2 separate regions of the Mus musculus genome follow, and region 2 is linked to region 1. A link is a contact called in public ChIA-PET data. All regions are on one chromosome and are shown on one strand. Each heading gives the region's core, a stretch centred on a gene start, on an enhancer-like site or on the middle of the called end of the contact. The rest is flanking DNA. Distances are from core to core; before and after follow the strand shown. Region 1 overlaps Foxn3 (forkhead box N3). Region 2 has its middle 4.7 kb from the start of Gm26839.

Region 1 (7,840 bases), core at 3,334-5,833:
TATTAACTAGCCTTTGCTGCCACAACAAATGTGGTGGTGCAAACAACAGGAACTCAGCTGCACACAGATCTGGATACTGGGAGTCCAAGTTCAAGGGGCCAGCGGGTTTGGTTTCTCCAGAGGCCTCTCCTTAGCTTGCCGATGATCAATGTCTTGTTGTGCCCTCCTCTGCCATACAGGGATGCCCCTGTTGTCTCGTTCTCTTTTTATAAAGACACTAGTTCCACTGGAGGGAGTCTCCACCTTTGCTCTCAATGAATCTTAATCACCTTGGTAAAGGCTCTATGTTCAAGTTAAGTCCTGCTGGGGGCTGCCTTCATCGTGAATAGAGGCAGGGCACACGAGGCAGCCCCGACAGGGCAGTTCACACACAACTTCCACAAATATTTGTTGATTTCTTTTCTAAGCAGAGTTCCCTGGGAGGTACTAGGGCCAGAGATAAGAAACCCTCTGGCCTCAAACAGATTACAGTCCAGCTGGAGGAAGATGTGAGTGGGCAAGAGGCCTCTGTGGGTTCTGAAGAAGAAACCAAAGATCAAGCAAGACTTGGCAGAGGCTCCTGTCTCTCTACATTTTCTAAATCTACCCTCCCAAGGAGCAGGGTCTGAGGAGCATGAGTGCACATTTCAATTGTAATAGCACTTGCGGTTCCCAAGCAAAATACAACACGTTACGCTGCATTTAGCCAAACCCACAAAGTAAAGGAGCAAACACTAAATGCTAGGACCAAGCACCACACACATGTGAATTAGTAAGTGAATCGAGCGTGTGTGTCTTGGAAAGCTATGGAAAGGCATGGACTAGGGCGGGAAATAGCAGCCTTTAGATAGCTGAAGTCACCCCTCACAGGATGGAAGCTGAGGAGAGGACAGCGCCACGCTCTAGGACGTTTCTGATCCAGGGAACAGGGAGTGGTGTGGTCCTAGGAGTGGACACTAATAGACGATGCCAGTCAATTCCCGCAGGGCGTAGCTGTACCGTGGTGAGCAGCATCATGTGGCTACAGAGGCTGCCAGGGCCACCGAAACTGCCATGCTCATGGATGGGACTGGGGAGGGAAAGAACAGGAGGTGGGGCGGAGGCTCACAGACAGGCCACACAACAGGTAGAGGGAAGGCGCCCCTGGGGTCAGGTGGATGAGCGGGAAATAGAGCTACAGACAACCGTTTGTCTAGAAAGCCTTCTTCCCAATCTATGTGGGGGGGGGGGGGACCTCACACCTGAAATCAGTATAATTTGAAGAGTAACTGAGTAATGAAAACTCAGTTCAGAACCAAAGGTATTGCCTCTTCAATTTCACTTGCTAGTTCCCAACTTAATTTTTAAATTAAGACTCCTCTAATGAGACTCAAAACTGTTCTCGATGAATTCAAATGGCAATAAGGGGAAGAAAAGATGCTAAATGAAAGATGTGTTCCGTCTCCTACACTTGTCTGCTGGGGGCTGGGAGCCACAGGGAGGGCAGATATAATATTCTCCTCTACACAGGCCATCTAGCTACAAATTGCATTTGTCAGACATGGGAGTCAGTGGACCTGAAGAGAACGGGGACTGCTGAAAATAGCCTCTACGTCACAGGCCTGAACTTGGCAATCATTCTGAATATACACACATGATATGCACACGTGAGCATGGATGGACCGGCACACACCTGCAGCTACATGTTCATTTACACACATACACAATTTGTTTTGGCCAAATACGTGATTTGCACTTGTTTTGCTCTACCTGCGAGAGCAGGTAGATGCTGCTCAGGTCTCCTGAAGCAAATGCGTGTGCAACCAGTGCTCCGTGGCTGTAACTGGGTGTGCATAACTGGGTACAGGGGCATTAGAGCTCGTTAAGGACAATGGTCCTAGCATTGCCGGCTTAAGCTGCCGTCCTGGAAGGCGCCCCATGCACTCAAAGTGACAGTCACACAGGAGGCCTCTACAAGAGAACTGCAGCTCTGTGACACACAGAAGTCACTGGAGACATATATATATTAGTTTAACTGGCACTGTTTCTTTAGAGGACCTTGATTGGTTGAACACAAGAGAAGCTCACTTTCCACTGGCCTAGGTAAGAAAGTGGGCTTACCTTGTCTCAGCAGGAACAAATAAAGTAGCTCCTTATCCCAGGTTCACTGTGTTTACACTATTTTTTTTTTTTTTAATCACACTGGTTGGTTCTAAACTAGGGTGTAGTGGATGTCAGGGTAGTTAGTTGATGATAGTTAGCGTCCAAACCCAAGAAAAATAAATAGTACAGTGCAACCCTGGCCCGGCCTGGGCCATGCCGCTACGCTCGACCTGTCGCCAAGGCCAGAGAGTGTCCATCAGAAACGCTCTGATGTAGGACTTAGAGGTCCACGGTGGTCCTACACGATTAGAAATGAGCTGTGGTCCAAGCACTGGTAGACAGACGGTAGGCCTGTGAGCCAGCAGAGAAAGGGTCAACCCATTCCCATGCTGTGTGAAGTAAGAGGCTGAAGAGCACGGCTTGAGAACAAGACGGATTCAATATAGAACTGTTCTTTGTACATGCCTCACATTTTGGTCTTTATTAAGACTTTGTCACCGTCTTGTTGCAAATGTCACCAGAGCGGAGACTTATGCTTCTAATTCATGCTTGTAATTGGTTGTCCAATTAGAATCAGATTACCTGAGCACACCCCAGAAAACTTGTTTGAGCTCGACACAATGGCACACATTGGGAAATCGGAGCTTGAGAGGCTAAGGGAGGAGGGCCAGAAGTTTCAGTCCAGCCTTGGCTGCATAAAGAGTCCCAATGTGCCCCCCCCCAATAAAAACCATCTACAGCCTAAGAAGCACTAGCTGACGTATGCTTTGGTAACTGCTAGGGAGGGGACAGGCCTACTGGGACCCCTCTTCAAGGATGGCCTAAGTTTCTTTCCACCACATAAGTAGCTGGCTCTCGCTTCCCAATGCTCGACCTCCCTGTTTACTGAAACAGACCTTTGTCGGGTCTGGTTTTATTCTGCATAATCCAGCACACTAAGTCAAAGAACAAGCCCTACAGATCACAGGCAACTCCAGTGAGACCCAGGGGAACCTTCTTTGTGTTTGTTCCATTTCTGTGGGACCACAGTCATTCAAGCATGGCAAGAACTGCATGGGATGCTCTTGGGAGGAGAGCCTGAGTCTTTCCCAGCCTCAATACACCAGAGATTGAAAGTGACCTTAAATGCCCTAAAGGCATCTCTATAGTCAACTGGGGGAGAATGTTTGTTGTTGTTGCTTGAGGGTGAAGGTATACGAAGCTGCAGGAGTCTGCACAGATGTTACCGTGAACATAACGAATGCTGTGCCTTTTAATTCTCACCAAGTTCATCAAGTTGGGACTCTTGCTTTTTGGACTGGGCAGGAAGCAGAGGCCTGCACCAGTCAGATGAGCTGCTTGAGGGCACATGGTTGGGGCGGCAGGGGCATGTCATCCCAGGGTTCCATTACCCACATCTGGAGAGCCTGCAACTTTCTTCTACAGGCTGCAAGGACCACTGAGAGTAACGATCTCTTTAAGGCCATTCCACTTAAGAACCTGGGCTACACACATGTGCACACAAATGTAGGCACACATCCCATTGTGTGCGTGATGGCACAGATATGAAAACCCTAAGGCCTGCCGCTTGGCAAGGGCTTAGGAAGGAAACCCACAGGGAGCAGAAAGAATGGATATAAACTTGGCTTCGGAAGCTTAGAGGGGGTAATTTTAAGTCCACTTCTGAAACCATCATTTGAACAGCTTGCTCAGAACACATCCTAAAAGCTTCATTATCCTTAAGTCTTTTGGTAATTTTACAAAAATATTTCTAGACCTCCACCCCAGCAGTTCCACAGAGCTTCAAGGGGAATGGCTTTTCCTTTCCAATTGTACTTAAAGCCAGGGCTCTTTGATAAGACACATGTTACTTATGGCAACAGGATCCAAAGCTGTTTCATCTCTACACTTCATAGTCTTGTTACGGGTATAATTTAATAGATTTCAGAAACATTCCTAAACGCTATGCAATCTAAAAGAAAACATTCCTATTGATGTATTTAGTCTAAAGTTACATCCATAAAAATGAACATCAAGTAAGATCAGTGCTCAGCAGTAGGGTTATTCTTTGTACTAACCTTCCAGTGGCTAATTCTAGGACTTTCTATTCTCCATCCAATCTTTAGCAATCATAAAGTGTATGTTGGGGGACTGGCTCCATAGGTAAAGCAATTCTCTGTGTAAGTGTGAGGACCTGAATTCAAACCCCAGGAGCTCAGTGCAGGCCCCTTACTGGAGCAGAAAAGCAGAGGCAGGAGGATGCCTGGCAGCTCCCAGGTCAGCTAGCCTGAAGTACTTAGGTGAAAAGACCCTGTCTCAAAAAAGGCAGACACATGTACGAAGACTGGAGGATGTCCTCTGCCCTCAACACTTGGACCACAGCACGGGCATACCTACAAGTATGTGCGGTGTGTGTACACACATAGACACACAAAGACACACACAGACAAAAGACAGACAGACACACAGACATACACACACAGAGGGGAAGTGGGGGAAACAGATGCCTTGCCTCTTGAGGAAGTCTCTGGTAAATGTTTTCAATTTCCTGTCCTCAGCCTTGCTGGCCATAACGTCTTACTCAGCAGTCTGCTCACAGGGCTGCTTTCTCAGAGGGCAATATGAGACTTCCATGAAGACAGTTATTAGAGACAGGGGTCTGGAGATTAGCTAAAGTTAGGGTCAAGCAGGGAAATGCAGACTATGGAACTGAAGGGGCCTTCGACTGTACAGCAGGCTACTGGCATGGGAAGTTTAGACAGCTGGGCTCACAGGTGTGGGGGGTGCGGCTCAGCTCTTGCCTGGCACACTCAAAGCCTTCAGTCTCCATCATATACCAACTGAACATGCTAACACAAGCCTGCAATCCCAGTACTTGAAAGGTAAATGGACATTGCAAGTCTTAGGTATACTACATACCTAAGACCCTTCATTCCAAAATAAATAAATAACCGGACCAGCAAAGATCAAAATGAACTAGCGGCCTCTTTGAAAGTCGTACTTCCTTGTTATTTTTTAATGAGCATAAAAGCATGTTCCAAAGCACACAGAGAAAGATTAGAGGAGCCCAGGAGCACCCCTCCAACTTCACCTCTGTAAACAGACCGGCACGCTGACAATTACTGAAGCTCCAGAAAAAGCTTTCCTCACTGCAGGACAAAAAGACAAACAATGCGGAGGAAGACTCAGAGTCTACCCCGGGCCAAGGAGAACAGAAGGCAGTGGGCATCTGAGGGCAAATGTGGAGAGGGGCTGCCCCCTCCCTGTAAGTGCTAAGGTTTTTTAGTGGGCACGCCTGGGGGCAGTAAGCAGATTTATGCAAGAGGTGAACGCCCTCCTTTGCACAGTGGACAAAAGAGTCAGCTTGCGGAAGGGATGAAAGATGCCAGAAAGCCCAGGGCGAGCTGCCACTTGTGAAAGGGACAGGCGGGCGGGGGAGGGTCTCAGAAAACCCAACAAAACCAGAGATGCGGGCCCTTGGAGTCAAGAACTCAGTGCCAAAGAGTGGTCCCTGAATCCTGCTAGGATCAGCAAAGAGATGCTGGCTGGGCTGACGTTCAGAGTGGAAACTGACAAGAATGCTCCTGGGAAGATTTTGTGGTGTTTCTCCATGAGTGTGTGGAAGAGCGAACCCTTTGGAGATAGACGAGATGAACAGGTGAATGCTGGTCCTGAGGAGTAGATTCACAGGAAAGGGCGTTGCCAAAAAATGAACACAGTGAGCCCCTCAGGGACGGTAGTGGTGGCGTGACAGTTAAGCACTGATTGCTCTTGCGGGTCACCTGGGTTTGGTTCCTGGCACCCAAATGGCTGCTCACAACCATTTGTAACTCCAGTTCCAGGGCACACCCTCTCCTGACGTCTGTGGGCTCTGCACCCATGTGGTACACAGATATACATGCAGGCAAAACAACCATACACCTAAGATTATAATAATAATAATAACAACAACAACGCTTTTTTTTTTGTTTCCTGTCTCACCATGTGACCTCTTCTCTGCGTGTTCCTATCACTGTAATGCCAGGGTCATGAGGCCCTTGTCGGAGGAAGAATTACAAGGGCTGGCTCTCTGTGCCTTACACTTTCAGACTGTGAACAACCTCGTTTCTTTACAATTTATCCTACTTCAGCTATTTTGCTATAGTAATGGAACTCACACTATTACAAGGGTTAAGCCACTTGCTTAGGAAGCCAAGATTTCTTTCTAGGTTGTCTGAATCTGTAATACATGACGAACTGAGAGAGCTTTCGGGAACGATCATGTTTGATATCTGGTTGTTCGGGCAGCTGGCAAACACATTCTGCCCATCTTCTTGGATCCACCAAAGACAGGTAAAGGTCACACTTTTTCCCTCGTTCATTTTGATTTTTAGGCATTGCTAGGGAGGGTCAGGGCTGTAATTCAGGGAGGAAACTGTCCCAGAGGGACGTTTCTCAGTTTACACTGAAGACTGCATGGCGTTTCCTATGCATCTTGACTGAAGGCATGGAGTTAATGAGGACCAGGGCTTGGGGATCTGACTCAAAACCTGAGTTTTCTGAGCATTCACCCTCGAGCCTTCTGTGGCATGAAATAAAACCAAGTGGGAATTCCCTCATCTATCTATCAGTGAACCGCATGGCCGGGCTATGGCAGCAGAGGGCTGCGGTGGGCAGGTGGGAGCAGCCCCAGCATGAAGCCAACCCAGGACATGGATAATCCCACTCCGCAGAGCAGTGCAGAGCAGTGATCATCATGCATGGTTTCCCAATGCTGCATGCACTGTGCACACACAGAGACAACGTGAATCTGCCAGCAAAGAACTGGTCTGTCTCCCTGCTCCTCCCTTCTGCTGTTGGCTTGTGGCGGCTTAATCCTGCTCTGTGCACTGAAAATGTCTCTAAGGATTTCTTTCCATTTCATTAGTTTATCCTGTGGGCTGTCAGCAGCCAAGAAAGAAAAACCTGTTGGGTGTGATAGAATGCTTTGATTCATTCACTGCATGCTAGGAGCACAGATTTGGTAATGACTTATTTTGATAATAGTTGGTAATGATAGCAGTGGCCCAGTGCTAGCCAGAGTGAAGGAGAAGGAAGGTGAGGGGAAGCCAGAGGAGGCAGGGTGTCAGGTTGTTGATGGGGGAGGTCTGAGAAAGAGTTCTTGTCAGTGCTGTTAGCAGTTGGCTTCAGGCCTTCCCCTCGGTCTGACTAGAAGCTGGGCTGAGCGGCTGAGAGACTGGCCCAGGGCGTCCCTTGGACAGCTCCAGTCTGACACAGAAATGGAGGTGTAGCTTAGTGTGGATGGGTGCGGGAGGTGCTTCTCATGAAACAAACACTGGCAAGTTCAGGGCCATCAGGCCTACGAAGGACAGGAAGAGCAGCAGGGAAGGTCAGGCTCAGCTTGCCCCAAGTTGTAGCAGAAGGCAGGAGGCGAAGGGTGATAGGGTGAGGGGTGTCTTGTGTCCTTTTAAGGTGAGAAACCATCAGAGGCCAGGTGAAGGGGCAGACCAGGGTGAGAAACATCTTTAATTATGAGATACAGACTCATGAAAATAATTCAAGCCACAGTGACCTTTAAATGAAATAACCTAAATCTAACTTTGTAATGCTTGGAGATGGGAAGGGAAATCCTTAAAGAACTTCATTCTTTTTTTAGAAAATAAGACATCATTAAACATATTATATATGTATACACACACACATATATATATATATATATGTACATATACATGTATGTATTTATATATATAAACATTGAAACACACAGACGAAACTGAAACTCAAAGCTACGGGGTCTGTTGGAAACACCTGTCAGCTGGTC
Region 2 (7,840 bases), core at 3,203-5,702, 280 kb after region 1:
ACCTCAGATGCTAAAATGTGAATCCCCTGAGAGTGGTCCTGAGCCAGGGGCTGAGTGTTCCAGTTCCCATGTAGTTTAAGTGTGCCCAGTGCTCTAGAGAGGGACAGCTCACTCACTGTTGGCTGCCTTCCTGTCCCTTCCTGGGATCAGCTCTTAGGTAAAATATATAACCTTCAACTGTCCTTGCGAAGATGGTATCAGAATACAAAATTTAAGAGAGCCACATTTTGAAAGAGTTCCACTTAAAAGGTTGGTATGAATTCCAGAGCAGGTAGCACACTGTTTGCAAGGGATTGGGCACAGTCGGTGGTATACAATAGGTGTCAAATTAATGTTCTCTGAATTTGTGGATGATCCATTTCCCTACATTTACATACGTCTTTAGCACCTTTCTCAACCGATTCCTTGAAGTGATTTAATATACGTGAAATATACAAACTCATACCTGTGACACAGAAATACACTCCATCTGGTGTGGATTCTTTATTGGACCCGATAAGAGACCCTGAGAACCAGGAACACACATTGCTGAATCTCTCCGATTGCCGGTTCTTTTTTTTTTTTTTTCCATTTTTTATTAGGTATTTAACTCATTTACATTTCCAATGCTATACCAAAAGTCCCCCATATCCACCCACCCCCACCGATTGCCGGTTCTAACCATCCAGCCACAAGTATCCGAAGCACAGTAGGATACCCAGAAAACCAGCAAATAAAAAAGCAATCTCAGAGCTGCTGCTGGATTAGCACGCATGAGCTTGCTTACTAGGCTATTCCTACTTCTAAAGCTGGATACTGCCAGGAAATCTGTTTACGGGTTAGGAATGAATGCCACCAGCAGCCAGGCTGGGTAGGCTATCGTGGAACTCAGGAAAAGCCTACACCGTGGGCAGGATTGTTTGTTTACCAAGTAAGGGAATGTGCTCCAGGATGGCTGAAGACAATCCAAGAGATGAAGATGAAGAAGTAAAACTCACCAATGAGGGACCTAAGAGGCCCCGCCCATCACTTAATGAACATGAAAGTCAACAGGCAAAAATCCCATTTCTTCCCAGAGTCACTGAGAGCCTTCGCCATTCTCCACTCCCATTCTTCTAGGAAGGAGACTCCATTTCATCTGTGGACGGCGGTGCTACCACTCCCAGGCAGGAATCCATCAGATTGCTTGTACGTGGTCAGTAGGTGGCACAGGCTGTAGCTTGGGTTCAGGAACTGGAGGTGAGAAAGAGCTGGGTCTTTAGAGAACTTGTAGCTCTAGGGCTGTTCTTGCCTCCATTTCCTTAGATATTAGTTATTGACATCAACACTAGGTTATTGCGAGACTCAAATGAAGTAAGGCAGAAAGTAGGATCCAGTGAAACAAACCCCTTCTCAGGACATTCTTCTGTCACCCAATATGGCCAACGTTGCCTAGAGAAAGCTGTTGTTTCTTGAGAGAGTTCTATATGCTTAATAAAGTCTCAAGACAAGACACAATGGTTTTAGTTCAGAGTTGGTTATTAACTCATCAGTAGTGCTTTGCTGATCTCATTTTAAAGTCTAACTATTTATTTATTTATTTTATTTTGAGTTTCTCAGTGTAGCCCCAGGGGTCCTAGACCTAGCTCTATACACCAGGGTGGCCTTGAACTCAGAGATACACCTGCCTCTGCCTCCCAAGTGCCGAGGTTAAAGGTGTGAGCCACCACTACCACCACGTGGCTCACCTGCACAACTATTAAGTTTGTTAAATCAGAACATTTCAAGGCACAAAGAGATCTTTCTGGGTTTCTAAATCGACCTTGAATGACATGCTAAAATCCCTCTTCCAAGCGGAGCTTGCTTACTCCAGATCTTTGCTTCTGTACTGGACACACACTGGCTCACACTTTGCAAAGCCCTCAGGGACAGCCACAGCAGCCTCCTGGTAACAGTTGGGCATCCTTCTGTTAACAAAGCAAGCCCTTCGTCTGAGTACGTAGTTCATTTGATAGAGTGCCCGCTATGCACAAAACCCTGGGCTCAATCCCCTCACCATACAAAGCCCGCATGAGGGTACATATCTGTAACCAAGCAGGGAGGTCAGGGGTTCAAGGCCATCCTTGACCTCATAGCAAGTTCCAGGCCATCCGAGGATACACGAGGCCCTGTCGTAAAACCAAAGCGACAAAACAATCAAAACCAAACACAAATCCCGAGATTATTGAGATGTAGCGCCCCACTCCAAAGCAGAATGGCTCTGCCATGCAGAATGGGCTCGGAAGGTTCCACTGGCTTGCCGGACTCGACACACTCCTTCCTTCCTTGAAAGGCGGGTGGGAGGAGGCCTTAAACAGCCTACCCATGAAAAGCTTTATTCAGCGCAATTCAATAACTGAAAGTTACCCACAATCATTTCCATCCACTACTGCGGCCGACAATTTTGTGCTCTCTACTAGTTTCATCTTTTAGAGGAAATGCTTTCTTTAAAAAAAAAAATGGTTGGAAGCTCTGTGGCTTCCTCCAACACTGATTATTTTAATCATGATCTCCAGCCCCATGCAGACAGTGGGAGCTGGGCAAGCACAATACAAGGAACGGGAGAAGGGAGAGCAGGAGCTCCGCGTCCTTTTTTTCTTCTAGACTCCCCAGCTGTGTGACCTCCGAGGATCAGTGCCAGGAGATTGGCTGTGTCTCTCAGAACAATCCAACTCCCTACAGCTTGCTGGGGTCTCTGCTGCCGTCTCCATACCTCTGGCTCAGCTCATGGATGTGTGGAAATCAAGGGTAAGGCTGGAGAGATGGCTCAGAAGGTTCCAAAGCTGGCATGAGCTCCTACTTGGTGCTCAATAGAAGTCAGAAACCAATCCCTAGAACCCATCCTGTGCTAGAACCCGGCCTCCACGTGCACAGCTGCTCTTACATCACACACGCCAATAACGATATAAGAATAAAGAAAAGCATTTAAATGCTACCTAAAAGTCCCCGCTACCAGTTGTATCTGGAACACAAGGGGGACCTGAGCAGAATCTACATAGAATCTACACTGTTTCAGGATATTCTCATAGTAGAAGAGATAACCGAGTCTATTTGATGATAATTCAAATATCATCTGCGTGTTATCACCTGACGACACACGTTGAGTCCTCCAAGCCAATGCACACAGCTCAGCAGAGCGTCCCTTCCTAGTTGACGCTATATGAGCTCTCTCCATCCCTGACAGAACCACACCGAAAGACACTAAAGCCAAGCCTCCCAGCAAGTTGACAGTGGACCACCTTGGTCACGCCCACATGCCATTCCTATCACTTATAAAGGAAGCCTGCATTTTTACACCCCTAAAAAAGACTTTGCCCCTCTCTCATTAGAACAAGCCTGGGACTTTGTCATGCAGTGACTGGTCAGATCTTTCTCTGGGTTCCCAGTAGTTTCTCAGGATGTGTGGTGAGACATAACGGATTGTTACCTTTCGCCTCCCCCTCTCTCTGAGAACAAAGGTCCTCTGAAATCGCCCAGGCAAAAGTTCTTTTTAGCTGAGTTGGCATAGGGCCCTGAAGGCAGTTTCCTCTGGCTTCCTTAGGAGAATATTTGGGCCATTTAAAAAGCAGTGGGTTTGCAACTATGTTGGCAGAGTTCTGAGTTCTAGTGCTAGCCCCAGGTGCTGCCTGGAGGGCGGTCACCACCTCTGGGCTCCTGGTTCCCCTAGAGTAGCTAGCTCTTCTTTGATTCCATTCAGCTATCAGGATCTTGCTTAAGATTCTACTTGGTGCTAACTATAAAACAAAAACGATGCCTAAGAAAACGTGTGTGTGGGCCATTCCAATAGCTGGTTCTATTATGGGGGTCTATGTACTTACAGCCTATAAAGAGGCTTGCCCTTCCTCCTACCCCTCCAGAATATGGAACATTCATGAATTGAAGCAATTAAACATGAGATTATCCAAAGTTAAAATAGTGAAATAAATAATGATTTCAAGTAGTAGATGCTTTCAAAGTTGTGATGTTTCTCTCTCAAGCGCCTTTTTACAGACCCACACCTACCTTGTGCTTCCGGCTACCAGCAAGGTTGGCACATACCTGAAATATGTTCTTTATGAATTTCCCCCCCTCAGAAGCAAGCAGAGAAGGACAGTCCTCTCCCTCTCTCCTTCCCTTCTTCCCTCCTTTGGCATTTGATTGGTATTCTGAAACTACTGTTAAAAATTTGGCACAGCCATCCAAACAGTGCCAGCTTGAATGATTCTATCAGTGACTTTCTGACAACTGGGAATGAGCTAGGACTTCATTGAGCACCTTGCTCATTTGTATTGGTGAACGAAGCTGTACCTGACAGCGTAAGGATTAATTCTTCCAATTCTAAAGTCAAAACGGAAATTCACGGAAGTGCCAGTGATTTGAAGCAGGCTCATCGTTCGTACAACTCATGGTCACCTCCTTTGAACTGAGCAAACTCTGGGGCAGGCTGGAGCGAGTCAAGGTAGATTCTGGAAACTAACAAGTCTCATTCACTTCCTTCAGTTTGTAAAAACAAGCAACTGTCAGGTTTCCTGCCAATGGCAGTTTGCTGTACTTGCAGATAACTTCTCAACAGGAAATCCTTTGCTGAGAGGGACCAGTCATGCCATCAAGTCCCGGAGCACCAAATATTTGATAACGTGGGATCGTGAACTACACCCGTAATCGGATCATGGACACTACATGGCTCTAAGCTATTTGCTACACCATCAATATAGGATATTAAATAAGCATTAAGACATATTTAGGAACTCTTTCATCTCTCCCCCCACTCCTTGAGGCAATCAGTTGAGAAAAACAAGGGAGATGTGATATTCTTTTAGAAGTACCAAACTGCAATTTAAATAAAATTTAAAACCTTTTTAAGAAAAGGGTCCAGTGCAGTGCTAAATATACCACATATGGAGAGAAGTTATTTGAAACACAAATATAAAGACCTTGAAATTAAGGAGTCTGGCAGGGTGGGGGTGGTGTACACCTTTAATCTCAGCATTTAGAAGACAGAGGCAGGTGGATCTCTGTGAGTTTGAGGCCAGCCTGCTCTACAGAGTGAGTTCCAGGACAGCCAGGGCTACACAGAGGAATCCTGCCTTAAATAAATAAATAAATAAATATTTTAAAAGGGGTGCTGGAGAGATGGCTCAGTAGTTAAGAGGTCTCTTCCAGAGGGCCTGTGTTCGGATCCCAGCACCTACACGAGAGGGCTCACAACAGTCCGGAACTTCAGCTCCAAGGACTTCTGGTATGTGTCCACACCCACATGCAGATACATACACCTAAGCATAATTAATAATAATAAATACTAAAAAAAAAAAAAACCACCTTACCATTTAAAGATTGTCATGGATACAACAGGTCAAATTCTAGCCACTGTGTTGATTGTTATATCGACAAGTTTTACTGAAGCACCTCAAAGTCAAAATTTAGGAGAGGTATGTTTGGTTATTCTCTGCTTAGCAAAATGAGTGAAAAGGGGGCGCTGGAGGAGGTGACTAAACTTTTCTCCTTGGTATTCCTCACCATGAATAAGATATAGCTGATATGTGTGCTAACGGCCTGGAGGACCGCCCCACCCACCCAAAATAGCCTCAATAAAAAAACCAAAAACAAAAACGGGAAAGCACCGCTCTCCATTCACGGGAGAGGAAATGCATCTAATCAACTGGGCAGTCATATTTGCAGTCTGGAAATGGTCCTCGCTCCACTTAGGAGCACCTCCTCCCCCTGCTCAGCCACCAAGAACACCCTGCCCTTTGCTCCCCTGAGCACCAGGCATAGCCCAAGGGAACCTGTCCAACCCCCCAGAGACCTTCATGATCAAACACCTCAACTCCACCTGGAACCGGCTTGCAAGCCCGGAAACACTTCATAACGCCTTTGCCAAATGACCCTGCCTCCGCTGGCTGCATTCTGGTCTCTAAGTCTGTAAAAAAGGACTTTTGTTCTAACAGGAGAGACACACCTCTAGAAGCAGACACATAGTTCTACAATTAATGGCTCAAATGTACTCTTTGCAGCCTTCCTCTTGCTTAACTCAGAGGATCCAAAATGCTAAGTAAGCATGAACGCTCACACTGGCTTTCAGGCTCTTCCCTGAACTATTTTCAATAAAAATACAGTTATGAAATCCAGAGGGCTCTGTTTTTTGGTTGTTGTTGTAAAATGACCTTGGTTTGACAGGCATGGTCTCAGGTTTCAACAGATGTTGTGGGAAAGCTAACAGAAGCCAGCAAGTTCTCCAAGCATCTGTGATGACATGCAGGGCTTTTTTTTTCCCCCCTAAGTGGTGGTCATGGTAGTGAATGCATGTGTGGTGGGGGTGGGGTGGGGTTACACTTCTCAGTTTCTATGACAACCATGTCTCCATTCCTGGGTTACTAGATACCATCTACTTCCTGTGTCTAAATATTTAAACCAATCAGAAAAGTGTTTATACGGTTAACAACTTCTGGGACCCAGCTTCTTTAATGAGGCACTTTAAGGCTCAAATGAAGATGTCCAGAGAGGCTGCAGGCTGTCTTATAGAGATCCCGCTTCATCCCCTATCTCTAATTCTGCCTTCTGTGGTAAAAGACCCCCCCACCCCCGCCCCTTCTTGGATGTGAATTGTATTCTGCTCAAAGCAGACGCCACAATTTCTTGCAATAGTCTGCAAGCTGATCGGGATTGCTTGCCTTTCATTGTCTGTTTTCCCTTCCACTGTCTAAAGACTTAGATTTAGCGCGAGAAACATACTAATTCACAAGGCACTTAAATTATCAAAGTAATGATACAGTTAAGCTTCCATCTGTTGGTGTAGCTATTTAAATGCTCAGATGAAAAAAAAATTAGGAAAAATTAATTCCAAGTTGAGCAACTTTGCATCCTACAACTTATGGAGAGAAATCACTGTGAAGCCCCACATCTATCAGTGCGAGCTAGAAGCTGACATCTGCAGAGAAATTTGTCACCAAAATGGCCTACTTTATCTGGATAGAAACAACAACACAAAATTAAAGATAAAGACACCCAGAGCGAGCCAGATGCACCCAGATCAAAAGAGAAACCAGGCAGGAACCCATGTACAAGCCGGCAGATCTGAAATTAAGACGAGGTTTTAAAAGACGGTTTCGGGTGACTGTTTTCCTAAGTCCCCATCAGACTGACCAATCAGTGTGAGAGTTAGAGCGGGCTCCAGACATTCGTGCAGTCTTCAGGGCTCTCTGCACCCTCAGAGCTGCTCCCCCTGGCTAAGGCAGAGCTGGAGATCAATGGAAAAAACAGGGAACAAAAGGGAAATACTGATGTCTTCCTCAGCTCCGAGAGCCATCCCCATTTTCCTCAATGAGCCGGTAGCACCCAGCCTACAACAGCGCCACGGGGAGCTTCCACCAGCCCGGTCCAGTCCTTTCCGGGCTGGCAGTTTCGCCTTCGCAATCCTGTGTCCCAACGCTAGCATAACCTGGTGACGGAAGGCTCCCGGAGCCCAACCAATTGAAACTAATAAATTAAATAAATTAATAACCCCCACGATTAAAAGCTCCCAAGAAAGACCGCGTTCCCCTTTCCCAAATGTCATTCCCAGACTATAAACAAAGCATGAAAAATAGTCTCCCGGGCTAGGAATCTGGTTTTTTTTTTTTTTTTTTTTTTTTTTTTTTTTTTTTTTTCTCCTCAATGCAACGTTTTTCTCCAAAAACAGAAACACTCCTGCTTCCTTCAATGGACATTCTGGTTTGTCCATGTCACGCCGGGATATGAAGCTCCGGTATTTGAAAAAGAGGTTTAAACTGCCCATAGACACTCTGTTTATAATTGATAGCAAAACAGTTACGACAGCGATGCTGTAACTCTGCCCCAGCCAAACTCCACATTTAACACGTTAGTT

What was found. ChIA-PET counts read pairs in DNA pulled down with a chosen protein or histone mark.
Region 2: a contact with region 1 is called in an RNA polymerase II ChIA-PET map of memory CD8 T cells, with 15 read pairs. The contact joins two enhancer-like sites. A contact is called at or near these places in 3 of 484 Hi-C or Micro-C datasets (cerebellum, pro-B cells and uterus), 10 of 115 datasets of contacts at active chromatin or transcription factors (astrocytes, bone marrow-derived macrophages, embryonic basal ganglia and 5 more) and 3 of 9 other capture datasets (adipose tissue, embryonic stem cells and pancreatic islet).

Annotation. Positions count from the first base shown.
Region 1 is chr12:99,280,043-99,287,882 of GRCm38.p6, forward strand. All of the region lies in intron 4 of Foxn3 (forkhead box N3), which reads right to left. Among named protein-coding and RNA genes, the nearest start is that of Gm46371, 47 kb to the right of the region's middle. Within about 2 kb of position 4,584, at least 66 of the 459 cell types and tissues checked have an H3K27ac peak or open chromatin away from gene starts, as enhancers often do. A contact at or near this core is called in memory CD8 T cells and pro-B cells, where this site is marked.
Region 2 is chr12:99,555,194-99,563,033 of GRCm38.p6, forward strand. It overlaps a transcript of Foxn3 not described here. Among named protein-coding and RNA genes, the nearest start is that of Gm26839, 4.7 kb to the right of the region's middle. Within about 2 kb of position 4,453, at least 57 of the 459 cell types and tissues checked have an H3K27ac peak or open chromatin away from gene starts, as enhancers often do. A contact at or near this core is called in memory CD8 T cells and pro-B cells, where this site is marked.